Regions from separate parts of the Capra hircus genome. Here region 1 is linked to region 2. The links are chromatin contacts, called in public Hi-C maps. All regions are on one chromosome and are shown on one strand. Each heading gives the region's core, a stretch centred on a gene start, on an enhancer-like site or on the middle of the called end of the contact. The rest is flanking DNA. Distances are from core to core; before and after follow the strand shown. Region 1 has its middle 12 kb from the start of ARFGAP3. Region 2 has its middle 44 kb from the start of POLDIP3.

What was found. A called contact is a pair of places that touch in the nucleus more often than the background predicts.
Region 1: a Hi-C map of blood shows a contact between it and region 2, with 4 times the contacts expected there. The contact joins two enhancer-like sites. A contact is called at or near these places in 3 of 5 Hi-C or Micro-C datasets (blood and liver).

What each region holds. Positions count from the first base shown.
Region 1 is chr5:112,652,018-112,658,125 of ARS1.2, forward strand. No RefSeq gene overlaps it. Among named protein-coding and RNA genes, the nearest start is that of ARFGAP3, 12 kb to the left of the region's middle. Within about 2 kb of position 3,919, at least 1 of the 5 cell types and tissues checked has an H3K27ac peak or open chromatin away from gene starts, as enhancers often do.
Region 2 is chr5:112,485,605-112,492,575 of ARS1.2, forward strand. No RefSeq gene overlaps it. Among named protein-coding and RNA genes, the nearest start is that of POLDIP3, 44 kb to the left of the region's middle. Within about 2 kb of position 4,642, at least 1 of the 5 cell types and tissues checked has an H3K27ac peak or open chromatin away from gene starts, as enhancers often do.

The sequences.
Region 1 (6,108 bases), core at 2,669-5,168, 170 kb after region 2:
TTCTGATTGGTTGGTGGTAAGTTAACAGGGTGAGGTTTCAGGAACCTTCTCCCTCCAACCAGTCTGGGGTCAGCATGTCATCAACATCCTCCAGCTGGGGTGGGGAGAGGGGCGGGGTCTTAGTTTCTGCAGAACAACTCAAAGCTATGCGTCAGATTGTTATGATAATTGTTGTGAGGAGGAACTAGTCTCTGCTTTATTGATGGGTTAGTTTTTTGACTGTTTCTCCTGTGTTTCTGCATTCCCTCATTTCCTTAATGAGCAGATGCTTGAGTCTGGTCTTTGGAACTCAGGGACGGAGGGGCTTTTGTACCCAGGAGGACCCTGTAGGGTCCTTCTCGATTTCACACTTTTGGAAATTCACAGAAGTGTCCTTTTGGGGTTTTTTTGGCCACACTGCACAGCTTACAGGATCTTAGTTCCCACACCAGGGATGGAACCTGTGCTCTCTTCAGTAGAAGCACAGAGTCCTATCGAATAGATTGCCAGGGGATTCCCCTTGATTTATTGTTTTTTTTTTAATAGAAATTTAAGCTGATGCCATTACCTCCTTTAATGGGTTAGACGGTTTGAAATCCTCAGTCAGTTCAGTCATTCAGTCGTGTCTGACTCTTTGTGACCCCCATGGACTGTAGCACGCCAGGCTTCCCAACTCAATCACCAACTCCTGAAGCTTACTCAAACTCATGTCCATTGAGTCAGTGATGCCATCCAACCATCTCATCCTCTGCCCTCCCCTTTTCCTCCTGCCTTCAATCTTTCCCAGCATCAGGGTCTTTTCCAATGAGTCAGTTCTTCACATCAGGTGGCCAAAGTATTGGAGTTTCAGCTTCAACATCAGTCCTTCCAATGAATATTCAGGACTGATTTCCTTTAGGATGGACTGGTTGGATCTCTTTGCTATCCAAGGGACTCTCAAGAGTCTTCTCCAATACCACAGTTTAAAAGCATCAGTTCTTCAGTGCTCAGCTCTCTTTATAGTCCAGCTCTCACATCCATACATGACCACTGGAAAAACCATGGCTTTGACTAGATGGACCTTTGTTGGCAAAGTAATGTCTCTGCTTTTGAATATGCTGTCTAGGTTGGTCATAACTTTCCTTCCAAGCAGTAAGCGTCTTTTAATTTCTGGCTGCAATCACCATCTGCAGTGATTTTGGAACCCAAGAAAATAAAGTCTGTCACTGTTTCCATTGCTTCTCCATCTATTTGCCATGAAGTGATGGAACCGGATGCCATGATCTTAGTTTTCTGAGTGTTGAGTTTTAAGCCATCTTTTTCACTTTCCTCTTTCACTTCCATCAAGGGGCTCTTCAGTTCCTCTTCACTTTCTGCCATAAGGGTTGGTGTCATCTGCACATCTGAGATGTGCTTAATCCAGCCCAGCATTTCGCATGATGTATTCTGCATATAAGTTAAATAAGCATGGTGACAATATACAGCCTCATTACTATAATATTTATAACATTACAATATTATAAAAAATAATTGAAAAGTGAAATGAAAATTTATGTTAACACAAAAACCTATGCTTACAAACCTATACATGAACATTTATAACACATTTATTTGTAATCATCAGAGACTAGAGAAATAGCCAAATATCCTTCAGTTGGACTGACAAACCATGGTACATTCTTCACTCAATGGAAACTACTCACAGTAAGTAGAAATAAAGTATTGATCCATGTAACTATGTAGATGGATTTCAGATGAATTATGTGAAATGAAAGATAAGACAATCTCAAAAGGCTATATGTTGTATGATTCTATTCATATGAGATTCTGGAAAAGTCAAAACTATGTAAATAAAACATCAGTGGTTTCCAGGGGTTGGAAATAGAAGGAGGGGTTGATTACAGTGGAGTGGGGAGAAATCTGAGGGGTGAGGGGACAGTTCTACATCTTGATTGGTGATGGTTACATGACTAGATGAATTTGTCAAATTATGCACTAAACAGGGTGCATTTTACTGTGTGTAAATTATACCTTAAAAAATGGAAAAAAAAAGGGAAAGAAGTGCTCAGCGATATGGGACTTATAACACATGAAATACAGAAGGCTGAGAGCCGAAAAATTGAGGCTTTTGAACTGTGGTGCTGAGAGAAGACTCTTGAGAGTCCTTTGGACTTCAGGGAGCTCAAACCAGTCAATCCTAAATCCTAAAGGAAGTCAACCCTGAATATTCATTGGCAGGACTGATGCTGAAGCTGAAACTCCAATACTTTGGCCACCTGAAGCGAATAGCTGATTCACTGGAAAATATCCTGATGCTGGGAAAGACTGAAGGCAGGAGAGGGGATGACAGAGGACGAGATGGCTGGATGGCACCACTGACTCGACGGCCATGAGTTTGAGAAAGCTCTGGGAGATGGTGAAGGACAGAGAAACCTGGCGTGCTGCAGTCCACGGGGTCACCGAGAGTCAGACTCGACTGTGCGACTGAAGGACAACACAGAACTCTCACGCAGCCATGAAGCACGCTTGTGTTAGTCGCTCAGTCCTGTCTGACTCTGTGACCCACGGACCGTAGCCCACCAGGCTGCTCTGTCCATGGGATTCTCCAGGCAAGAATACTGGAGAGGGTTGCCACTTCCTCCTCCAGGCGATCTTCCCGACCCAGGGACTGAACCCACGTCTCCTGGGTCTCCTGCATTGCAAGTGGATTCTTCACCTGCTGAGCCATTGGGAAGATCCCAAAACAAGCTTTTAGTGGAAGTATATTTAGGGACATGAGGAAAGTTCATGATCAAATATTGAAAGATTGAAGCAGGGTACCAAACCACATTTAGAGTATGACCCCAGTTCTGTAAAGCACACACACATTAAGGGTAAGGACAATGAAACAGGTGCATGTGTGCATGTACAGAAAAAAGCCCAGAAAAAATGCACCAGAACATTAGCAGTATTACCTCTGCATGTTAGGACTTGAATGTTTTTCTGGATACTTTTGCTTAGTTTCCAAATTTTCATCTGAACCTTTCCTCCTTTTACAATGACAACATTGTTATTTTAAAACATTGTAGAGGGGCAGAAGCAGCCTGGCTATCTTGATGGGGAAGTGACTGATAAGCTGCACATGGTTCGCTTGCAGTCAGCTGCCCCTTGTTGATCAAATGCCACGAGCTGGGGGCTGTCTGTTCTCAGGCCTCTGGGCCAGGCAGTCGGGTTTCTGTGGCCTTCAGTTGCCGCACTGCGTGTCACGGCTGTAGCCTGCTCACCAAGCCAGGGTGTTAGCTATCCTTTCCTCAGATAGTGATGTTATTATTATTACTTTAATTTTAAAAGTATTTATTTATGTGTTTGACTGTGCTGGGTCTTAGTTGCGGCACGGGGGATCTGGTTCCCTGACCAGGGCTTCAATGTAGGCTCCCTGCATTGGGAATGTGGAAACTTAGCCACCGGAAAGTGAAAGTGAAAGTCACTCATTCGTATCCAACTCTTGGCTCCAGGCCAGAATAGTGGAGTGGGTAGCCTATCCCTTCTCCAGCGGATCTTCCCAACCCAGGGTTCGAACCCAGGTCTCCCGCATTGCGGGCGGATTCTTTACCAGCTGAGCTATCACCTGGGAAATCTCCAGAGAATGATGTTATTTATGCAGTTCATCTGTCCCTTCCTTCATTCATTTCTTAGCCTTTCCCACAGAGGATCCAAAGAAGAAGTCTAAAACAGTGTACTCTGGGTTTGATTGGATGGTTCAAGATTGATTTCTTTTCGGTTTTTAGTTCCGCAAGCACTGGGGCTAGAGAGAAGGTAAGGCGCCATCCCTGAACCAATGAACTTGACGCCAGCAGTGACAACGTGGTGTCCAGAGTACATAGGGGGTCCTCTCAGGTCCGTGGCTCTGATTCGGGATGACTCCCATCCTGCTAGGTAACTGCAGATGAGCGGCCCTGGGGGCAGGCATGCCCTCACCGGCCGAGGCCGGCGCTCTCGTAGTCCAACAGCGCCACCTAGAGGGCAGAGACGGCACTGCACCACCCACGTCTGCGCCTTGGTAGCTGTTGCACCTTGGGCGAGTTAGCTAACCTCTCTGTGCTTCAGGTTCCTCACCTATGAAAACAGGAATAACAATATTTACGTAGTTCAGAGTGTTGCTGTGTTAAATGTTAATAGATGTCAAAAAGTTTAGAACAAGTTCTGGCATACAGTGAAATACAAATGTTTACTATTACCATTTTAAATAACCAAAAAACCCCAGAATACTATTGTCACTTATTGACGAGCAAACCAAGGCTCAGAGAAATTAAGTATTTTGTTCAAGGTAACATAACTAATTAAGGTCCCACAACCAGTCAAGTTTGAGTGCAGGGAATATGACCTCACAGTCCATGCTCTTGACCACTGGCTTCAACTTTTCACCTTTGTAAGACTTTAAGTTTCAGAGAAGAAAAAAATATTTTATCAGATTTTGGGGTGGGAAGTCCAGCCTTCTTATATACAGTTTCGTATATGAATGAATATATGGCTTGGAGGAAGCATTCGTGCCCAGCGTCTGGTTGGGGAGGATCTGGCATCTCCATCAGGGGTCTGTATACTTTGGTTATTATCCGCTTGAGTTGGGATGTATTTGGGGGTGAGACCACTTTCATAAAGTGGAGCCTTATATCTGTGTGTTTTAACAAGCCCTTTTCACACTGTTGACCCCAGCTGATGATGAAAAAGAAAAGATGGGAACCATTTCCTCACTTTCCAGACGAGGAAACTGAGGGTCAGAGATATGAAGGGACTTGCCTGCGGACGCAAGGTGCCCACCGACCCTGGGGGGCACCTCTCTCTCCACTACCCGGCTGCCACCAAGCTCTCCCTGCCCCTTGCCAGGGATGGGAGGTCACGCTGGCCTGGTGTCCCTTGCTCCCTGGGCTTGCTCTCTTTTTTAGAACAATTTTTAACATAAAAAAAAGATTCCTTATTTGTTTATTTGGCTGCGTTGGGTCTTAGTTGCCTCATGGGGATCTTTCACGGGGGCGCACGGACTCTCCAGTTGTGGCTCTTGGGCTCAGCAGTTGTGGTACATGTGCTTAGTGGCCCCGTTGTATATGGGATCTTAATTCCGCAAAGTGAAAGTGAAAATTGCTCAGTCGTGTTCGACTCTTTGCAATCCCATGGATTATACAGTCCCTGGAATTCTCCAGGCCAGGATACTGAAGTGGGTAGCCTTTCCCTTCTTCAGGGGATCTTCCCAATCCAGGGATCGAACCCAGGTCTCTCGCATTGCAGGCAGTCTTTACCAGCTGAGCCACCCGGGAAGCCCTTAGTTCCCCAACCAGGGGTCAAACTGACGTCCGCTGCATTGCAAGGCAGGTCCTTAACCGCTGGACCACCAGGGAAGTCCCCTCCCTGGCTCTCTTTGTCCATACTGTCCCTGCCTCCTTGGCCTGGACTGTGGCTGATTGATCTCTAGGTCCCCAGGGCCCAGCTCCTGTGGCCTAGAGCTGGCTTAGGAGCATCTGCTGGTTGTATGAACAAATCACTGGAGCACAAGGATACGGGTACTTAGGGCAGCTGTCTTGCTCAGAGTGTGGCCCCAGGTCAGCATCCCCTGGGGACTTGTTAGATATGCAGACTCTGGGCCTCAGAAACTCTGGAATGTGGCCTGGCAAGCTAGGCTGTAACAAGCCCTCTGGATGTTTGAGAACAAGCTCCCTTTGGAGCCAGGCACTGGAGTTTGGACCCCACGTCTGCCCCTGACTTGCTGTGTGGTGTGATGGCAAGCCACTCAAACTCTCTGGTCTATAAAATGGGGCTCATCGTCGTGAGGAAGTTTTTATGGTCCTTTGCAGGGAGGGGTGCTCAGCACAGGGCCTGGCGTGTAGCTTATTCGTGTTTAGCCCAAGGCTAGTTGCGAAAGCAGGCTGAGAAGCTGCCTGTCCCCCAGGAGTGCGGAGTCAGCCTGGATCCTCTGGCTCTGTGCTTGGCAGTGGCCCTGCCTGGTGGGGGATGAGCCTCAGACCTCAGCAGCTTGTTCCCCTCAGTCTTCCCCGCAAGGCAGCCCCAGGTCGGTCCATTAAGGTGCTGTGCCCCGCCCCCCACGCCTTCTGCTCACTCCCTCCAGAGACAAGTCAGCCCAGGGGTCACGGCCGGCCCAGCTGAGGGAAAACCCCTGAG
Region 2 (6,971 bases), core at 3,392-5,891:
CCCAGGGACTGAACCTGGGTCTCTTGCATTGGAGGCAGATTTTTTGCCACATGAGCTACAGGGAATTGCCCACTGTTAATCGGGTTGTCTTAATCACTGCTTTTGGGCGCCCCTTCATTTTGGGGCCTGAGGAGACAGCCTCTCTGGCTTCACCCAGTCCTGACCTTAGTTTTAAAGAAATGAATGGGGGGCAGTGGACTTTAGTGAGGGGGCGTGTTATCAATTCCCAGAAGTTTTGCTTATCAGATGTACGATGAGAATGTGGCAGCCACAGGGATGAGGAGTCCCAACTCTGGTGGGGTTGGATGCCCTGGTGGGTGTCGGGGTGGGGAGCACTGGAGGGCTTGCTTGGCCGATAGAAAAGGAGTGGGAACTATCAGGGTATCTGGGCTTGAAGAGCTGACATAAAACAGGCACAACCTGCTCGCTTTTCTGACACCCCTGTCCCTCCATGCCTGCAGGAGCCTTACTCTGCGCCTCCCCAGGTCACCCCCAGCTGAGCCAGCTCCAGGGTGTTTGTCCCCAAACCGGTTTGTGCCTGTCGCGTCCTCTCTACTGTAACCCTTCAAGTAATACAGTGTTACATAAGCTGCTGAAACTTGAAGGCTAACAGAAGAATTGTGAGGGTTTCTGTGAAAACAAACTTGAATCCCATGTAAAAGTTTGATATAGGCAACTTGCTTAAAAGGTTTCCGCAGGACGGGAACCTCCCTCCTGGCCCAGTGGTTAAGACTCCATGCTTCCACTGCAGAGGGCCTGGGTTCGAACCCTGCTTGGGGAATGAAGACACTGCACGGTGCAGCCGAAAAAAAAAAAAAAAAAAAAACCTGCAAATTAGGTGGGTGAAATGACTGCTTAATTCTGCACTCGGATGGCGTCTCAAATCTCTGAAGATTCGAGCTCTCCCTGGGAGCCAAGCCCGGAATCCCCAGATACGGCCTGGTGGGGGTTATTGTTTAGTCGCTCAGTCGTGTCTGACCCATTTGCAACCCCATGGACTGTATGTAGGCCGCCAGGCACCTCTGTCTGTGGGATTTCCCAGACCAGAATAGTGGAATGGGTTATCGTTTCCTTCTCTAGGGGACTTTCCTGACCCAGGGATTGAACCCGCATCTCCTCCGCTGGCAGGCAGATTCTCGGCCACGGAGTCACCAGGGAGGCCCACCGGGTGGGGGTGGGTTAGGGCAAAAGCAAGGGCCTGTCTCCAGGCAGCGGCTCCAACCTCCAGAGACGTCTGGGCTCCTCATCAGCAAATTCTGAGGGGATGTCCTCTCACAGCAGTTAAGGCAAGCTGCTTAAGGCACGCATGCGCCTCTGAGTCCACGAGCTCCTTCACTAACTGACCATACCTGTCCCACCAGGGAGAAGAGGGAGCCTGACCGCATGACGGCATCCTGTGTGGGGAGATGGACGGGAGACACCCAAGGTCCAGGAGAGGGGAGGAGCTCCGTGAGGGCCGGGCTTCAGTCTCAGCTTGCCTACCCTGTCCCTGGGCCCACACTGCAGCCCTGGGCAGGCTACAGGCAGAGTTAACAGCCCCATTTCCCGGGGGCCATGACATGCCCACAGCGGCGCAGAAGTGGCCCCACGGCCGGTGTGTGGACTGGATTTCGGGGCTCTTTATGCTTCTGGGTCTGGCCCCAAGCCCGTGGGGACAAGCAGGGCATAAAGAAATGAGTCCAGGCTTTCCTGGTGGTCCAGTGGTTGAGAATCCACCTGCTGGTGCAGAGGGCACGGGTTCGATTCCTGGTCTGGGAGGACCCCACCTAACTAAGCCCATGCGCCACTACTGAGCCCAAGGGCTGCAGCTACTGGAGCCCGCTTACCCACAGCCCAGGCCACCGTTGCACCGCGACGAAGAGCAGACCCCACTCACCACAACTAGAGAAAGCCCGTGCGCAGCCCAACCAAAAATAAATAAATAACGAAATAAAATTTTTAAAAAATTTAGAAATGAGTCTAGAGAAAGCCCAGGGGTGTGGGTCCCCCTGGACATGGTCTCCAGGATTCAGAGCCTCAGTACAGCTGGGGCTTGGGCACAGGAAAGAACTCAGGTCTGGCGTCCAACAGATCCAGCTTCAAGGCCCGCCCCCTCCATGCACTGGCTGTGTGGCCAGGCTGGAGTCTGTTTCCCCCGCTGCAGTGTGGAGACAATGATACACACGCATCCTCTGTGGGACACACCCCTCTTGTGGGTCTGTGCTCCCTCCTCCACCAGGGGGTAACTCTCAGGAGCCCAGCGCTTTGGTAACAGAACTGCTGCTCAGGCCCTCGACGCCCCAGGGCTTTGGCATCCCAGCCCCCAAGCCTAGGCACCAGCCAAGGTGTGGGCTCCTGGCGCCAAGAGCAGGGGCCCAGGCTCTGGGATGCCAGGTGTGGCAATGGGGGAAAGAGGGGAGCACACTCCCACCCAAAGGACTTTCACTGTCACGGTCACTTCCCGGCTCTGGGCCTCAGTCTCCTCATCCGTGCAAGGGGATGACACCACCTACCTGGTGGTTGGGAGGCTCAGAAGAGCATGCCTTGCGTTTCCCAAACCCCAGCCATCCCAGGGCCGGTGAAAGGTTTGCTCCCTTGAGCTCCACCTCCTCTGTTAAGTCCTTAAATCCATTCGCTTTTTTCCTTCATGGCATATAGATAGGGAAACAGTGGAAAAGTGGCTGACTTTATTTTTCTGGGCTCCAAAATCACTGCAGATGGTGACTGCAGCCATGAAATTAAAAGACGCTTACTCCTTGGAAGGAAAAGTTATGACCAACCTAGACAGCATATTAAAAAGCAGAGACATTACTTTGCCAACAAAGGTCCATCTAGTCAAGGCTATGGTTTTTCCTGTGGTCATGTATGGAGGTGAGAGTTGGACTATAAAGAAAACTGAGCGCCGAAGAATTGATGCTTTTGAACTGTGCTGTTGGAGAAGGCTCTTGAGAGTCCCTTGGACTGCAAGGAGATCCAACCAGTCCATTCTAAAGGAGATCAGTCCTGGGTGTTCTCTGGAAGGATTGATGCTAAAGCTGAAACTTCAAAACTTTGGCCACCTCTTGTGAAGAACTGACTCATTGGAAAAAACCCTGATGCTGGGAAAGATTGAGGGCAGGAGGAGAAGGGGACGACAGAGGATGAGATGGCTGGATGGCATCATCAACTCGATGTACATGGATTTGGGTGGACTCTGGGAGTTGGTGATGGACAGGGAGGCCTGGGGTGCTGAGGTTCATGGGGTCGCAAGGAGCTGGACAAGACTGAACAACTGAACTGACTGACTTTTTCCTTAAAAAAGAAACTATGTCATCATTAGTAGAGGACAAGGATCCCTTGTCAGAAATAGAAAGTAACCATAAAGATAGGCACAGCGGAGATTATGGGACCACATTCTAGCTGTGCGCTGGGATGGCCAGAGGCCCGATGGGGGCTCGCTGTCCTCTCGACAGAAGGTGCTCAGAGGCGGCCAGGTGTCCTTGCCCTGAACTGAGCTCTCTTCTCCACAGAAGGAGGGAAAGAGACTGGAAAAGGCGACGCTTTCTCTCCTTGACGGTCCACATTAGTGAATGCCTGCCGCACCTTGTGGTTGTTCCGTCGCTCAGTCGTGTCCGACTCCTTGCGACCCCACGGACTGCAGCACGCCAGGCCTCCCTGTCCTTCACCATCTCCCGGAGTTGGCTCAAACCCATGTCCATTGAGTCGGTGATGCCAACCAACCATCTCATCCTCTGTCATCTCCTTCTCCTCCTGCCTTCAATCTTTCCCAGCATCCGGGTCTTTTCCAATGAGTCAGTTCTTCGCATCAGGTGGCCAAAGTATTGGAGTTTCAGCTCCAGCATCAGTCCTTCCAATGAACACCCAGGACTGATCTCCTTTAGGATGGACTGGTTGGATCTCCTTGCAGTCCAAGGGACCCTCAAGAGTCTTCTCCAACACCACAGTTCAAAAGCATCAGTTCTTCGGCGCTCAGCTTTCTTCACAGTCCAACTCTCACCTCCATACATAGCCACTGGAAAAACCATAGCTTTGATTATACGGACCTTTTGTTAGCAAGGTGATGTTTCTGCTTTTTAATACACAGTTTAGATTCTGACTCAAGGACCCCCTGGCCCCAGTGGGACGTGCCCCCACTCAGGTGAGTCCCTCTGTGTAAACTAAGGTGTGTCCTCTCTGTAGACTAAGACCTGGCCGCTCTGGGTTCTTGGTCAGTTGCCTGGGGTCTGGTTAATAGAAAGTCAAGTCCCACAGTCCATCCCTGCTGGGAATGCCAGGGGCAGAGGACCCCAGGGCAGTCCCCCTGAGATATGGTCCTGCAGAGCCCTGTCCTGTGGGGAAACACTTCTACCCCAGGGGACCTCGTGCTGTTGGTGTGCCCTGCACACTGCATGGCGGCCCCTGCGGGCCTGCCTTCGGGAGCTGCAGGGATGGGGTGCAGGCCCAGAAACAGGTGTGGCAGAGGGAGATGGCAGAGGGGGCACCAAGGAGGAGGGAAGGCCAGGCAGCCACGGGAGGCCACCTGTGTGGGGCCTCGGCTTTAAGGCAAAGATGGAGAAGGAACGGCAGGAGAAAAGGGGAGAAGAAAAAGGAGTTCTGGTGGTGCAGGAGGTGAGGGGGCAGCGCCCGAGGCCTGGCTGGCCCGTTGAGAGCCCAGTGATAGGGCCAGACCGCCCGCGCCTTGATGCGTGACCTTGAGCAGCACAGGCCAGGCCTCTCGCATTCAGGGCTGGGGAGGGCGAGCAAAAGATGTCACCTGGGGGGTCTGGGCAGGCGGCTTGGAGGAGGAGCTGGTGAGCGGAAGCAAGAGGGAACAGGGGGGCCCAGAGCTCTCTGCAAGCTCCTTTCACAACCTTGTTATCCGGCGCCCCCAGGTGGACAATATGAGAATGACAGAAAATTCTAAAAATAAACGCGAGGAAACCAGCATTGCCCTCCCCACGACGAACAGCCACAGGCAACCCCATCTGAATCCCTCCACCTCTTACCTGCTCTGGGTCTTAGGCAGCCCACTGGAATTCTCAGTTTTGTCACTTGTAAAGTGGGATTCAATCCCAGGAGGTCATCAGATAATTGGCTATCCCTCCCCGCTCCCTGACACCGTGTTTTCACTGGTGTGGACAGGACGAAAAAGGTGACCTTTCAGGTCCCAGAAAGTCTGCAGAAGGCTAATACTAACACCCCTGACACTGTTGTAGCCACGTGTTCCGGGAAACAAACTCACTCAGAAGGACAATGCAGATAGCAAGTGCAGTTTATTACACGGGCGGGCCCAAGGCAGAGTCTCCTCTTAGCCAAGGACCCCAGTTTTTGTGAAAAGCTTATATACCCTAAGTGTACTTGCCCAAATCCACCTCCCCAAATTCCCTGAAACTAATCTGAACAAAGGAAAAGAAAGATACAAAGTTAACCTGTGATTCATATGCCTTAAGCCCAGGTAGTTAACAGTGGACAATTATCAATAGGCCTGTGGTCATACCCCAATAAGCATAATAGAATGTATGATTCTATTCGGTTACACAGATAATTAGGGTATTCTTATAGGCGACAGAGAGTCTAAGTATGAGCCCTGGGGCTCTTCCATATTGCAGGGGAGGGTGGGGGGGTCTGGTTTTCTGGTTGGTAAGTCGTTTCCATGGATACTGGGCATATAGCTCAAAGTCCACAGTCCGGCCCAAGCTGGAGTCCTGCTTTCAAGAGGGAGCCTGTTCTGTTTCCTCCTTCACCACCACCCCCCTGGATAACCCCAGGTAAGGATTGTGTAAATCCTCTGTGAAGAAAGACTTAAATAAAAAGACAGCCTTTATTCTTGAATGAGAAATCTAATCAACATCGTTTAAATGCCCCTTTTCTTTTCCTGAATCACTTACTCATTTAAAAAATCCAAATAGGATATTTAAAAACTAGTCAAATGACTCACATAGAAGAGTAAATGTGTGAAAATAGCTAAGAAAATTCTGAAAAGGAAGAGTAATGAGGAAGGGAAGGACTGACTCTATTCGCTGTTAAAAGATGCGGTGCTTGTTATTGTAATTTTCCACAGCAGTTGAGCACTTAATATGTTTCAGGCCCTGTTCCAACGGCTTTATAAAAACAAAAGCATTCAATCTTCATTACAACACTTGTGAAAGTAGGGGCTTAATACAGCGACCCTTTTCTCCTGCAAAGGTTCAGATCCACTGAGGGGAAGACAAGAAAGTCAGGGATCAATATACCCTTACTACTGATAGAAGCTGTATTAGAGGCTAAGGCAGAGGCAGGGCCAACAATGGGCTTCTTTTTTCTTTACTATTTATTTATGTGACTGCACTGGGCCTTAGTTTTGGCATATGGGATCTAGATCCCTGATCAGCGACTGAACTCAGGCAGCATTGGGAGCATGAAGTTTAGCCACTCGATCACCAGGGAAGTCTCGGCTTTTGGGGTTTTTTTTTTAAGATATGTTTTTCTTTTACTGTGGTGGGTGTCTGTTGCTGTGCATGGGTTTTCTCTAGTTGTGGCGAGTGGGGGCCACTCTTCTTTGAGGTGCTCAGGCTTCTCACTGTGGTGGCTTTTCTTGTGGGGCGGGGGCTCTAGGGCGTGTGGCCTTAGTAGTTGCAGCCCCTGAGCTCGAGAGCACAGGCTGAATGGTTGTGGCTCACGGGCTTAGTTGCTCCACGGCATGTGAAATCTTCCCAGATCAGAAACTGAACCCCTGTCTCGTGCATGGACAGGCGAATTGTGTACCACTGAGCCACCAGGGGCTTTTTAAAGTAGAACTCCATCAAGGGAATAAACAGACAAGTCAGACACTGGGAGAAAATATTTGGAAAACACATATCTGATAACTTATATGCGAAATATGCAAAGAACGCTTCTAACTCAGCAATGAGAAAAAAAAAGAATGACCCAGTTTAAAATGGTTTAAAGATCTAGGCAGACACATCACCAAAGACGTATACATATAGCACATAAGCAGAGGAAAAGATGGCCAATACAATACATACTCAATTCAG